Linked DNA regions of Mus musculus: region 1 is linked to region 2. The links are chromatin contacts, called in public Hi-C maps. All regions are on one chromosome and are shown on one strand. The core of a region is the stretch at or near the end of the contact, and the rest is flanking DNA. Distances in the headings are between cores, read along the strand shown.

Region 1 (6,110 bases), core at 3,203-5,702, 640 kb before region 2:
CCAAGCTATCAATTTGAGGACAGTGTTTACTACCTAACACAGCTCTCCAACATGCTAATGAACCAACAGAGAGAAAGAAATGACAAAAAAGAATTAAAAACTTCAGGAGGCAGAAGTGAAGTAGAAACTTAAGGGTTCTTTGGAAAGTCAGTTAGATGGTGTTTACTGGGGCAAACACGTGAAAGAACATTTCATTAATGCGGATACAGGTGAATGGCCAAGTCAAACTCATGAAGGAATGTTTCACTGAAGCAGACACAGGAGCGAGGATGTTCTGCTAAAGTAAGTGATGGAAGATTCCTTGCTAATGACACGCATGTATTGGTCTGCTTTACACTGCAGCTGAGCTGCACTGGGACTCCACAGAGAGAAACACACCAAAAAACTTCTGGTGGTACACTGCAGTTTCTTGCCACTTCCCAGACTCAGACTGTTTGGATGCCTGTGCTAAGGCAAAACACATGGAGGACACGTGATGTTTGGAGGGTAGAAGTCGGACCTCATGGAGTGACAGAAATGGAGCTTGGCTTGCTGGTACAGCGAGCTGTGCAAAGCTTGTGGGTCTCAAGTCTTCACTGATCTACACTTTCTTGAGAAAGGAAACTTCTCCTGGTGTTCCTGCTGGTCCCTCCTGCTGACTCCGACCCAAGACTGAGGCCTGGCTGTCTCTGTTAGGTCATGTCACCGCTGTTGCTAATCCAACCCTACCAAACTGGACTGCTGTTGTATCTGTCAGGTGTTTGCCAGTGGATCGAGCTGCCATTGCCTGCTAACCTGTGAACTGAACTGCTGATTTCCAGACAACACAGATGGAAGTTGCTCCAAAGAAACTTTCTAAACAAGTTAACTCCCCCACATTCTTTCTTTCCCACTACCTCTGGTGGGTTGGTGGGATATGAGGGAGGTTAAAGCATTTAAGAAACATCATTAAAAATAAAGTTTGAAAAAAATAAGGATACACAGAAGTGTTAGAAATTCAAGTCATCCTGAGCTCCAGATTAAGACTCGATTTTTAAAAATCATTTTATCCAAATCAAAACAACTCTGAGGTTCCACCTTACACCTATCAGAATGGCTAAGATCAAAAACTCAAGCGACAGCACGTGCTGGTAAGGATGTGGAGCAAGGGAAATACTTCTCCTTTGCTGGTGGGATTGCAAACTTATACAACCACTCTGGAAATCAATCTGGCAGTTTCTCAAAGTTTTTAAATAGTTCTACCTCAAGACCCAGCTATACCACTCCTGGACATTTACCCAAAAGATGCTCCACCACATCACAAGGACACTTACTCAGCTGTGTTCATGGCAGCTTTATTTGTAAAAGCCAGAAATTGGAAACGACCTAGCTGTCCCTCAACTGATGAATGGATAAAGAAAATGTGGTTCATTTACACAATGGAATACTATTCAGCTATTAAAAACAAGAACATCAAGAATTTTGCAGGCAAATAGATAGAACTAGAAAATATCATCCTAACTGAAATAACCCAGATCCAAAGGAACATGCATGGCATGAAGTAGATATTAGCCATAAAGTACAGAATACAACCACACTACAATCCACAGACCCAAAGAAGCCAAATAACAAGAAGGACCCAAGGGAAGATGCTTGAATCTTACTCAGAAGGGAAAATAAAAGACATTGGAGGTGGATGGATGGAGGGAGCTGGGTGGGAGAGGGAGTGGAGAGGGAAATGGAGTGGGAGATCAGGTGTAGGGAGAGCTGAGGAGAGAGAACAGCTGGCAGACAGGGGGTGGCTCTAGGATGTGACAGAGTCCTGGGATAGAGGGCCCCAAAGGAGTCTATGGGGGTGACTCTAGCTGAGACTCCTGGCAGTGGGAGATATGGAGCCTGAAGTGGCCACCTCCTGTAACCAGGCAGGACTCTCAGTGGAGGGATAAGGACACCAACCCACCCACTAAATCTTCCACCCAAAATGTGTCCTGTCTACAAGATGTGCAGTGATAAAAATGATGCAGAGACAGAGGGAATGGCCAACCAATGACTGGCCCAACTTGAGCCCATCCCATTGGCAAGAACCAATCTTTAACACTATTAAAATACTCTGCTATGCATGCAGACAGGAGCCTAATGTAGCTGTTCTCTGAAAGGCTCCATCCAGCAGCAGGTGGAAACAGATGCAGAGACCCACAGTCAAACATTAGACAGACCTTGGGGAGTCTTGTGGAAGATTTGGGGGAAGGATTGAGGGACCTGAAGGGTCTAGGAAGACCAACAGAGTCAACTAACCTGGGCCCTTGGAGGTTCCTAGAGACTGAAGCACCAACCAAAGAACAAGCATAGGTTGGACGTAGGCCCCCAGCACATACGTAGTAGATGTGCAGTTTGGTCTGTATGCAAGCCCTCCCCCAATAACTGAAGTGGGGGCTGACCCTGAATCTGTTGCCTGCCTGTGGATCTCACTCCCTTAACTGAACTATCTTGTCTGGTCTCAGTGGGAAAGGATGAGCCTAGTCCTGCAGTGACTTGATGTGCCAGGGTGAGGTGATACCCAGGAGAATCCTCCCCCTTCTCAGAGGAGAAGGGAAAGGGAGAGTGGGGGGAAGGGGCTGTGTGAGGGGGTCCTGGAGGATAGGGCTGCAATAAGATATAAAGTAAATAAATTAATAAATAATGAAAATTTTGTTTATCAATTCACTTCTTTTGAAGGAATAATTCATATATCCTCTCATTCCTGGAGGCTTCTAGAAAAGACTTCCTTATTCATTGTCCCTTTGGCTCCAACAAATGTCACCCAATATTTAAGTTCATCAATCCCTATTGCTTTGGCAGTCTTAAAGTCCCTCAAATAGACACCAAATTCAGTGCTGATGTTCCAAGATTGTTATAATTTAGATCTTCAGTGCTTCCCAAAGGCCCATGAGGTAAAGGCTGGGTAGCCAGTCTGTGGGAGATCAGAAGAACCTTTAGGAGACAGAGTTCAGTAGAAAACAGTTATGTCATGGTGGCGTATACACCCTTAAATGAACTATTAGGTTTATGGTTCTTGCTATCTTCTTTGCTTCCTAGATGCGAGAAGTGAGCAGTTTCCTCCACTATGCACTCTCTCCATGATGTATCTCAGCACAGGCTCAAAAATGACAGGGCAGACAGGCCATGAAATAACACCTCTAAGAGTGCAAGTTTCAGAAATAAACGCTCCCCTCCCTCGTGAGCTGGCTGGCACAATCGTCTTTAATGTTGACTGTGGGCATTATCAGCTTTCTCCTTTTGCCTTGAACCAAGAACTCCACCAACCTGGACCAACACAGTTCAAGAATCCCTTTTTGCCTATAGTTCATATATTCCTGGACCTGAAGCTCTGGTGATCTTACACACACATACACACACACACACACACACACACACACACACACACACACCGTGTCCTGTAAATTGGAGCAACTAAACCATAGCCAACTTCCTGATGAACAAGAGGAGGCTTTGTTTTCCCCACTGCTCCAGGAAAGAGTTTGGAGGCAAAGATAACTGACTCTGATTTTATTTGTGCATTGTTGCTGGTTTGTTTTTATTTGCTATTTATGGTGCTGAGAATCAAACCTGGAGCCTTGTGCATGCTAGTCAAGCATCTTATCTCTAAGCTACATCCCTAGCCCTTCGTTCTTCATTACAGTTATTTAAGGATGAGGGGAGTGTGCATGCACCAAATGACTATAGCAGTCAAAGGACAATGCACTGATTTCTCTACTTCCTGTGAACAGTGGGGATTGAAGTTAGATCATCAGCTCACTCGCCAGGCAGCCACTAGCCCTTCATTTTTGTTTTTCTTTCTTTGTTAAGAGAGAGAGAGAGAGAATTGAAGAGGAGAGGAAAGGAAGGGAGGGGAGGGGAGGGGAGGGGAGGGGAGGGGAGGGGAGGGGAGGGGAGGGGAGGGGAGGGGAGGGGAGGGGAGGGGAAACTCAAAGCCCTCTTCAGCCTCCAGTGCTGGCACACACCAGCACACCCAAAGTGAACGTCTTCTTAACTGAACTCTGCTTCCCTTGTGAGTGGCTAGGGAACTGGATGAATCTGTCAACAGTGCGAGGACAGGACAACTGTCCAGGCAGTAGCACTTCCATCTACTGTGCTGGCAATCACAAATGGGTGGAGAGAGGAAGCGCAGCTGTCAGCCTCTCTTTGTCAGCCTGCAGTGCCTCGGTTTTGCTCTAAACAGCCAAAAGGTACACGGAAATTCAAGTGAGAAAAAAGCTTAGAGAATGAAACCCCCCACAGTGGGGGAGGAGTCAAGCATACATACACACACACACACACACACACACACACACACACACATGCCAAGGTGTCAGTCATTTGTTCCTTTCTCTGGAGTGTGGTTTCTTTTGTTTGGCCAGTTTTACCTCCCACATTCCCGTAAAGACCTGGTCCAATCTGGTACTAAACTGACCAGCACCGCCTTCCTGCTCTTGATTTCCCAAGGGTGTTCTTGTGTAGGATTAAATTGTAGACACTACTCCACCTGAGCAGTTACAAGAAATCAGAAGCCTCTAACTGGTGACAATCCACACAGCCTTTAAGAACCAACAGACAGCCACAATGAAGCTTCTAGCCTCTCCCTTCCTTCTGTTGCTTCCAGTGATGCTCATGTCCATGGTCTTCAGCAGCCCGAACCCAGGTAAATACAATGAAATGATATTCTCTCTTCTCCTTCTCTCCCTCCCTTCCTCTTTATTTTGTCCGTCCTCCTCCCTTCTATTTTTCTCTCCCTTGAGACAGGCTCTTGATATGTAGTCAGGCTGACCGAAAACTTGGACTCTTCCGACCACAGTATCCTGGGTCCCAGTATTATAGGTGTGCCACCATGCCTGGCTCAAGATTAATTTCTACTTCACCAGAACCATGTGCACACCAAAGATTAATTTGATTTTGTGGGGAAGAAATGGGGTAGAAAACATGGCAAACCCAACAACAAGTGCATTAAAATACTCTTTTAGCAACAAGTTGGGGTAATTAAGTTAGTCTTTCTCAGTACCAGAATCCTCATTAGCAAAAAGAAAGGACCCTCTTTATCCCAAAGGACTCTGTAAACTTTAAGGCACATTCCCAACATGTCTGCAACTGTAGCTGGCAGCATACACACAAGTGTACACACAGCCCAGCCAAGATCCACTTCCCAGACCTTCCCAACCTCTCCTGGAAAAGTCACAGATTTTCTCAGGGCTCAACTGGGGGTGGGAGGCTTGTGGTGGAAGGCAAAGAAATGAGGAGTCCTATAACTTTAGAGTATGCCAAGTAAGCTCGTGATGATACAAACCAGGTCAGTCCTATTAGCAGGCAGTAGTCATGCAGACATTTTAGTCATCCCGGGCTTGGTTGAATGGTCTGTCCCTTTTGAAGCAGACTCGGTAGAGGTTCTGAATCTGTTCTAGTCTTCACCACAGCCAGTGTTTCCCAGCTCTTCACAGAGCCACCACACAGAAGCAAGATCATCTCTATCCATGTACCTTTCTCCTGTGGGTGAGGTACTCTGTGGCATACTCAGCATCATGTGATCCTAAATCCAGGATCACCTGCCTCTGGCAATGTCCAACTTCTTTCCTTTGTAGGGAAAGTTCTCTGAGTTCTTCAGTCCTGGGGCCCATAGTGGCCACTCTGGAAGGGAAGGCTTCTCTATCACTATATGGGCACCAGGGCTAGAGTCCTCCCCATGAACTCAAAGCTCTAGTCACAACACACCTTTCCAGTCCACTTTCTTTCATTCACAAAGATGCACTTATGCTCCAACCATACTAGGCTGCTGATCCCCAACAGGTCCTGTGTTTTCAAACCAGCTCAACTTTACTCACACATCTAATTCAAAGGCTAACACCTTTCCACTCCTCTGCTCTCCACGCTGACTATGCACAGCTCAGTCAGGACTCTTTGTACATCATGGTCTGTCTCACACTGGGGGCACCTCTTCTACCTCTCCTGCCCTGCAGACTGTAACCTTAACCACCTTGGGGGTACAAACTGATGCATTGTTCCCATAATCTTCACACTATCCCACATAACAATCAATATTAGCTAAGGGCTCAGGTTTCTAAGTTCAAAATGATTCACTTCTATGACTCATATGCCAAGGTATGATAGTGTTGGTTTTTTCTTGT
Region 2 (6,708 bases), core at 1,150-3,649:
CCTTCATCCTCTGCTAGGAAGGACACCAGCATACCTGGGACCCTGTGATTCCAAGTCTAGTGAAGAGAGTGTGGGCTGGTCAGGCCTGGCTTCTGTTGAGGAAAGCTGACTTCTGCTCAACACTTTCATTTCCTGGACCAGGCTTCCACTCAGGCTGTGCATGCCTGAAACCAACATCTCTGAACCCACTGCTCCTCTCCAATGCATGGATAGCTAATAAGGTCCCCAGGGTGTGGCTGAGGACAGACAAGCTAGTGCCACAGACACTCCGAGGCATATGGAGCCATGACTCAATAGCTATTTCCTACCCCCAGTTTTCCTATAACAGTGCACGTTGGTAAATGATCATTGCCATGCCTGCAAGTTAACCTTAAAAGGAGCAATGATCTGACCTTCCATAGACCAGAGTCTGTTACTATTTGCTGCAGGAAATAATCCCTGGGCCTGACACCCTGGAGAGCAAGGAGCTGCCATTTGTACACGGTTTTCTCCTATCATTTTAGGGCTCTTGTCCTTCCTGGAAAGTCTCACAGGAACATCACAACAGTTGGCTAGTTGTCTTTCATACCTCTCCATGTACACAGCGCACACTGGGTCTCAGGAGGAGATACCCAGGTGACCTACCTCAGACATGGCTCTAGTCTAGGCTGACTGTCAACAGCCTACCAGCCTACAATCAACCGTTGTCCCTGTCAGCTCTAACAAGAGGGCAAATCTCAACCCAGGCTAACAACTTCCCAGGGTTCCTGGAGTCCAGGCTGGGTCTGGAGCAGTTTCCTGGTGCTCACCTCTCCGTGAGATTCTCATGGTTTCCTCAGGCAGGCCCTGCTTGAGCCCTGAAGGGTCTTTCTCGAGGCCATGCTCAGGATAAGCAGCCTAAGTTACTGTGCAGAGTCTGACATCCTCACACTGAGTTACCTCACAATCTCTTTTCTGAAGGAGTGAGTCCAAGTGAGGCATCTCGGTTTATTGCTGTATTTCTCCCCTCTGTGTGCCCCGAACTAAATGTTCCCACCACAATGTAGGGGACATAGTTGAGTCATCAAGGCTTGTCAGTGCTGTGTGGGAAGCAGGATTAGCTCTACCCATGACCCCGAGGTTACAGAGAATTACTTACGGTGTACATGAAATCGCACAGAAATCGGAGTAATTTCAAAGTTTTGATCTAGCATATATAATGTGTAGACTCCCTCATCATTCTTGGTGACACTTTGGAAGAACAGGGATCCATTGCTATATATTGTCTCTCTGCCGCTGTGTGCAAGCCCCATTTTACTCCTATTAATGGATGTTACAAATCGTCCAATTTCATTGTGTCCAGCCCCACTGTTTCCCTTGTACCAGTAAAAGACTCGGAGCGTCTGCGGCAGATTGTGAACAAGTAGAAGAACATTGTTGTCTGCAGTAACGTTGGGCGGCACAGCCTCAACGGTGACTTGGGCAGTAGTGGCAGGGCTCCAGTAAGTTAAAAGTGAGGCTAAGAGGGAAGAGAGAAAGACCTATCAATGTTAGGACCTTTGCAAAACCTCTCAGCCTTGCTGTGAGTGCGTGTCCTATTGAGTGGCAGCCAGCCTCATCACCTCCATTCCTCAGCAACGCTGCATCTTTCCACTGTAGGAAACGCTCTTCTCAGGCATTCACACAGCTCACCGCTCACTGCCCTCAGACCCCAGCTCACACTCAGAGTCTTTGCTGGATGTAGGGCTATATTTTCTGACTTTCTATAAAGACCCTGTGCCTTTATTTTCTGGTCTTTCTCTGCTTTGTATTTTCTGAAGTGCTTGCCAACCTGACCCCACCTAGATATCCTTGCTGGTCTGTCTTTCTGCCCAGTAGAAGTAGGGCTTTGTGAGGTTTTGTGAGGCTAGGTGGATTTTGGCTTAGTCCCTGCTACCCGGAACACGCTCACATACCCGTGTACAAATCAGTGTCCCAGAGCCTAGTGTATTTGCAAATTTCTCAGTGTAGTATGGATGCTGTTTATTTGCCCCAGTTTGGTTTATACGTGGAGAGTCACCCTGACAGAGTTGTGGACTTCAGTCTTCAGGATATCCTAGCCAGCGCGATAAACTTAACAATAGGGAAGAACTGAGTTTCTCCTCACCATTTGCCAATTCACATTCACAAATACTCCGAGCTTCCTGTTGCCCTCAGGCTTCAAGCAGAAGCCAGATGTCCCTTCTCAGGTTCCTTTCCTCTCCCAGAAGACCCCAGCCAGTCTCTGAGCTCCCCTGCTCTCTACTGGGAAGGAATATCTCCTTACCTGTGAGCAGTAGTCCAACCCAGGGAACCTGCCCTTTGTGGAGATGTGCTGAGGCCAGCTCCATGTCTCTGCTGCCTGCCTGCTAGCTTCTTCTCCAACACTACTGCTAAGCCTGGCTGCCCAGGTATCTGCCCTGCTCTTCTTAGCAGAGTTGATTCTCCTCCCAGAGGAGGGCACCTCCCAGATTCACGTGGGCTGGGGGTGGAGCCTGTGAGTCTGACAATGCTGTTCTCCTGTCAGTGCGGGCCTCCCGTCCTTCTATTCCTCTTTCCAGTTCAGTGTTCTAGAACATACTCCGAGCAGCAAGGCTGAGGAGTGCCCTGTGCCCTGGCCTTGGGGCTGTCAACTGCAGCAGGAATTCCTGTACTTTCTATAGCCTAGAGTGACACAAACCCCCATGGGAGCCCTGTGTGCCCTGCTCTCAATGCTCACAGAGGTGGGGTTTACTCCAGGCAGGAAGTGGCAGAGTTATCTGGAGGGTTGGGAAAGGCCTAGCTGAGTGATGACTGGGTAGGACCTGATCCATCGTCACTGATGGCACCAGTCATGTGTCTGATCCTAGGATACAAGTTGTCTCAGGGGCTTCATATCCTGGGTGTGCAGGAGGACGTGACCTGTGTGTCCTGGAAAGAGGACTGTGTGCTCCATCTTCCTATGGAGGGCGCCAGGGAGACCTCCCCATCTTCCTGTGCTGGCCAAATGTGATTCAGGTCTGCCCGTGCCCTCCGTAACCTTCCCAGGATGGCTCTGTTCTCCTTGGTGAATGCCCTGGGATTTCCCATCTCTCCCATGGATGATGGAGGATGGAAGGGACCACATTGGTTGTTCTTGCAGAATGGAGTTCTCAGAGATACAGGAAAGAGCCAGGAGGACAGAGTATGGTTAGGTGAAGGAACTGGCTCCAGGTGTGTCAGAACTGGGATGGAAACCAGGCTGCAAGACATGTTCATCCCTCAGGAGTTTTTCTGTTGAGTATATGGTTCAGTGGCTCCCCTGGTGTTCACGAGGAGATCTGCAGCTCACATCTGGGCTGCCCTAAGGTTGGTAACCAGGCTCCCAGCTCCATGATGGAGCTAAGCAAGAAAGGCTCCAGATGTGGAGATCCTTTGAGGATCCATTCAGCTTTTTGCTAGAGACTATTATAGTCATGAAGTGAGACTGGCTGCCTTTTGATCTGCAGTTCCACGGTGACTAATGAGGTTGATCCCCCGTTCCCATGTGTCTAGTAACTTAGTTGGACATCTTGTTCCTGGGGCAGCAATATCCTAGAACTGTGCTTTCTCTAAAATTGTTTTATTCTGACTTCTAAATATTAAAGCAAAGCACTTTCACTCACCAACAATAGCATATTTTAGAATTGTAACAATAAGAAACACGGGCTGGAGAGATGGCTCAGTGGTTAAGAGCACCGACTACTCTTACAAAGGTCCTGAGTTCAAATCCCAGCAACCACATGGTGGCTCACAGCCATCCGTAATGAGATCTGACTCCCTCTTCTGGTGCACCTGAAGACAGCTACAGTGTACTTAGTATAATAATAAATAAATCTTTAAAAAACAAAACAAAAACAAAAAAACCACAAAAAGGAAGCTTCTTAGTGTGTGTAATTCCGGGTGTGTTAGTATTTGAGATGCAGTAGCAGTGAGTCAGCATTCCTTGGAATTTGTTTTATAAATTCATAATTATGACTATTTAAGCATACATCTCAGTGTCTTCACTCTCTATAGTTTTTATAGCTGAAATTCTTGTTTAAAGAACTATGGTCCCTAATTGGTGGTACTTACCAGAACTACACTGTACAGGAGCATTCAAAGGATGAAAGACAGAACTTCAGATCCAGGTCTCCCAGTAAGGCAGCGGCCCCGCATGGAGTCCCACGTGGACACTGCTTGCTAAGGACCTGTTTTACGTCAAAACCGGTTACATTCGAGAGAGCATCCAAAGGGCCCACACCAGGTACATCATATGTGTGAGCCCATGAGGGAGCACTTTGTCTCTTTACAATTACTGCACCATTGCCAGGTGGTGGTGCACACCTTTACCCCAGCACTCGGGAGGCAGAGGCAGAGGAATCTCTGAGTTCAGGCCAGCCTGGTCTACAGAGTGAGTTCCAGGACAGCCAGGGCTACACAGAGAAACCCTGTCTTGAAAACCAAACCAAACCAAACCAAACCAAACCAAACCAAACCAAACCAAACCAAACCCAACCCCTTTATGTTCTCCTTCCTAATGTTATATATGTAATTACATGTGTACATGCAGACATTAGAGCTAGGATCCACAAACAAGAAAGGACATATGGGGTTTTCTTCCTGAGATCAAATGATCTCACTTAACATGATATATTCTAAGTCTATCCACATCCCTGTAAAGTTTGTGATTCATCTTTCTGTAGAGACAAACACTACTTCACCGTGTGTGTGTGTGTGTGTGTGTGTGTGTGTGTGATAGACTTGCATTGTGTATTAATTTGTTGATGGAGCTCTAGGTTGGTTCCATTTCCTTGCTATAGAGGATGGAGCAACTATAATTATTGGGGTGCAGATATCTCAATGGTAGGGTACAGGGTTTCTGGGTAAATGTCCAGTGAAATAGCTGCATTATATGCTATTGCAAATTCTTTGAGGAATTCCACACAGCTTTGTATAATGGCTACAGAAATCTGCACACCCACCAGCAATGAATAAGTGTTCCTCTTTCTCCACATTCTCTTCAACATTTGTTATCAGCTAATTTGATTACAGCCATTCTAACTGGAGTGGGCTGGCGTCTCATAGTAGCTTTAATTTGCATTTCCCAAAATTAAGCATTGCTTTTTTTTCCTAAGCTGTACCAGTTACTTATGCCAAACACAAAAGCCATATCATATATACAATTCACAAGTGTGTTTTTCTGTTCTGTGGTTGTTATTTCAGTTTGTACTTTTAATTCATAAACTCACTGTCTCAGGGTTGCCATTGCTGTGCTGAAGCACCGTGATCAGAAGGGGGAGGGAAGAGCTTACTCAGCCTACACGTCCACATACCTGCTTATCACTGGAGGACATCTAGACAGCAACTCAGACAGAGCCAGTCTTGTAGGCAGGAGCTGCTGCAGAGGGCACGGAGGGGTGATGCTTACTGGCTTGTTCTCCATGGCTTGCTCAGTCTGCTTTCTTATAAAACCCAGGACCACCAGCCCAGGGATGGCCCCAACCACAATGGGCTGGACACTCCCACATCAATCACTAATTAAGACAACCCCCTACATGTGTCCTACAGCCAGATTTTGTGGAGGCATTTTCTCAATTGGGGCTCCATCCTCTCATATGACTGTAGCCTGTGTTAAGTTGATATAAATTTATCCACACTTACTAAGTAAATTTGACTAAAGCATAAAGGCCAATTCTCATTTGCAAACCAACATGTTCTTTTTAGTGCATTCTTCTAGGATTTAAAATCAAATTAAATTCTCATATTTGAAAATGTTTAAAAGTGTCCAGATCTCAGGACTCACAGGGAGGGACCTTTGATGAAATGCCGGACAGTAAGAAGAGGGAACTTATAGAGTCCACCTCCAGGAGGAAGATAGGACATCAAGTGAGGTATGGGTTTCCACCCCACAGTCACACCTCTGACCCATAATTGTTTCTGTCTGAAAGAATTACAGGGATGGAAATGGAGAGGAGCCTAAGGAAAAGAAGGTCCAGCAACAGGCCCAAAGTGGGATCCAGGTCAAGGGGAGGGCCCAAGGCCTGACACTATTACTGGGGCTATGGAGTGCTCACAAAAAGGGATCAATCATGATTGCCCTCAGAAAGACCCAACAAGCAGCTGAGAGAGTCAGATGCAGATATCTGCACCCAACCAATGGACAGAAGCAGCTGACCACTGTTGCTGAATTAGGGAAGGATGAAAGAATTTGAGGAAAATATTGATCCTATAAGAGGACCAGCAGTCTTAATTAATCTGGTCCCCCGAGATCTTTCAGACACTGGACCACCAAACAGACAGCATACACCAGCTGATATGAGGCCCTCAACACACATTCAGTAGAGGACTTCCAGGTCTATGTTCATTCAGAGATGATGCACCTAACCCTCAAGAGACTGGTAGCCCCAGGGAGTTTAGAGGTTAGATGCGGTAGAGGGTGTGGGCATCCATGTGGAGACAGGATGTAGTGGGAGGAAGTATGGGATGTGGAGCAGTTGGAGGGTGGGAGGGGAGGGGCGTGGATTGGAATATGCAGTGTAAAAAATGAATTACAAATACAATTAAAATTTTAAAAAAAGTGTCCAGAACATGGTATATCCTTCTGACCCTCAGAAAGCCTTTGGGAGGTAGACTAGTTCTCTATTTCTTTTTTTTTTCCCCAGTAAGGTTTCAAAGGAGGGGATAGGGGAGGCAATTTTGTGTTCTAGAGGGAGAGTCTCCAGGGAGAGACAACTGGAACTGGGAGGGTTCTCT

Evidence for each region. A called contact is a pair of places that touch in the nucleus more often than the background predicts.
Region 1: a contact with region 2 is called in a Hi-C map of embryonic stem cells, with 8 times the contacts expected there. The contact joins the promoter of Cxcl17 here to the promoter of Ceacam10 in region 2. A contact is called at or near these places in 3 of 39 promoter capture datasets (cranial neural crest and embryonic stem cells), 6 of 484 Hi-C or Micro-C datasets (embryonic stem cells, nephron progenitors and reprogramming fibroblasts), 2 of 115 datasets of contacts at active chromatin or transcription factors (both in embryonic stem cells) and 1 of 9 other capture datasets (embryonic stem cells).

What each region holds. Positions count from the first base shown.
Region 1 is chr7:25,411,228-25,417,337 of GRCm38.p6, reverse strand. It overlaps Cxcl17 (chemokine (C-X-C motif) ligand 17), which reads left to right and starts at 4,452. Exons shown (of 4, transcript NM_153576.2): 1 at 4,452-4,636. The coding sequence starts at 4,558. All of the region lies in intron 3 of 4732471J01Rik (RIKEN cDNA 4732471J01 gene), which reads right to left.
Region 2 is chr7:24,772,895-24,779,602 of GRCm38.p6, reverse strand. It overlaps Ceacam10 (carcinoembryonic antigen-related cell adhesion molecule 10), which reads right to left and starts at 2,399. Exons shown (of 4, transcript NM_007675.4): 1 at 2,264-2,399; 2 at 1,118-1,477. The coding sequence starts at 2,327.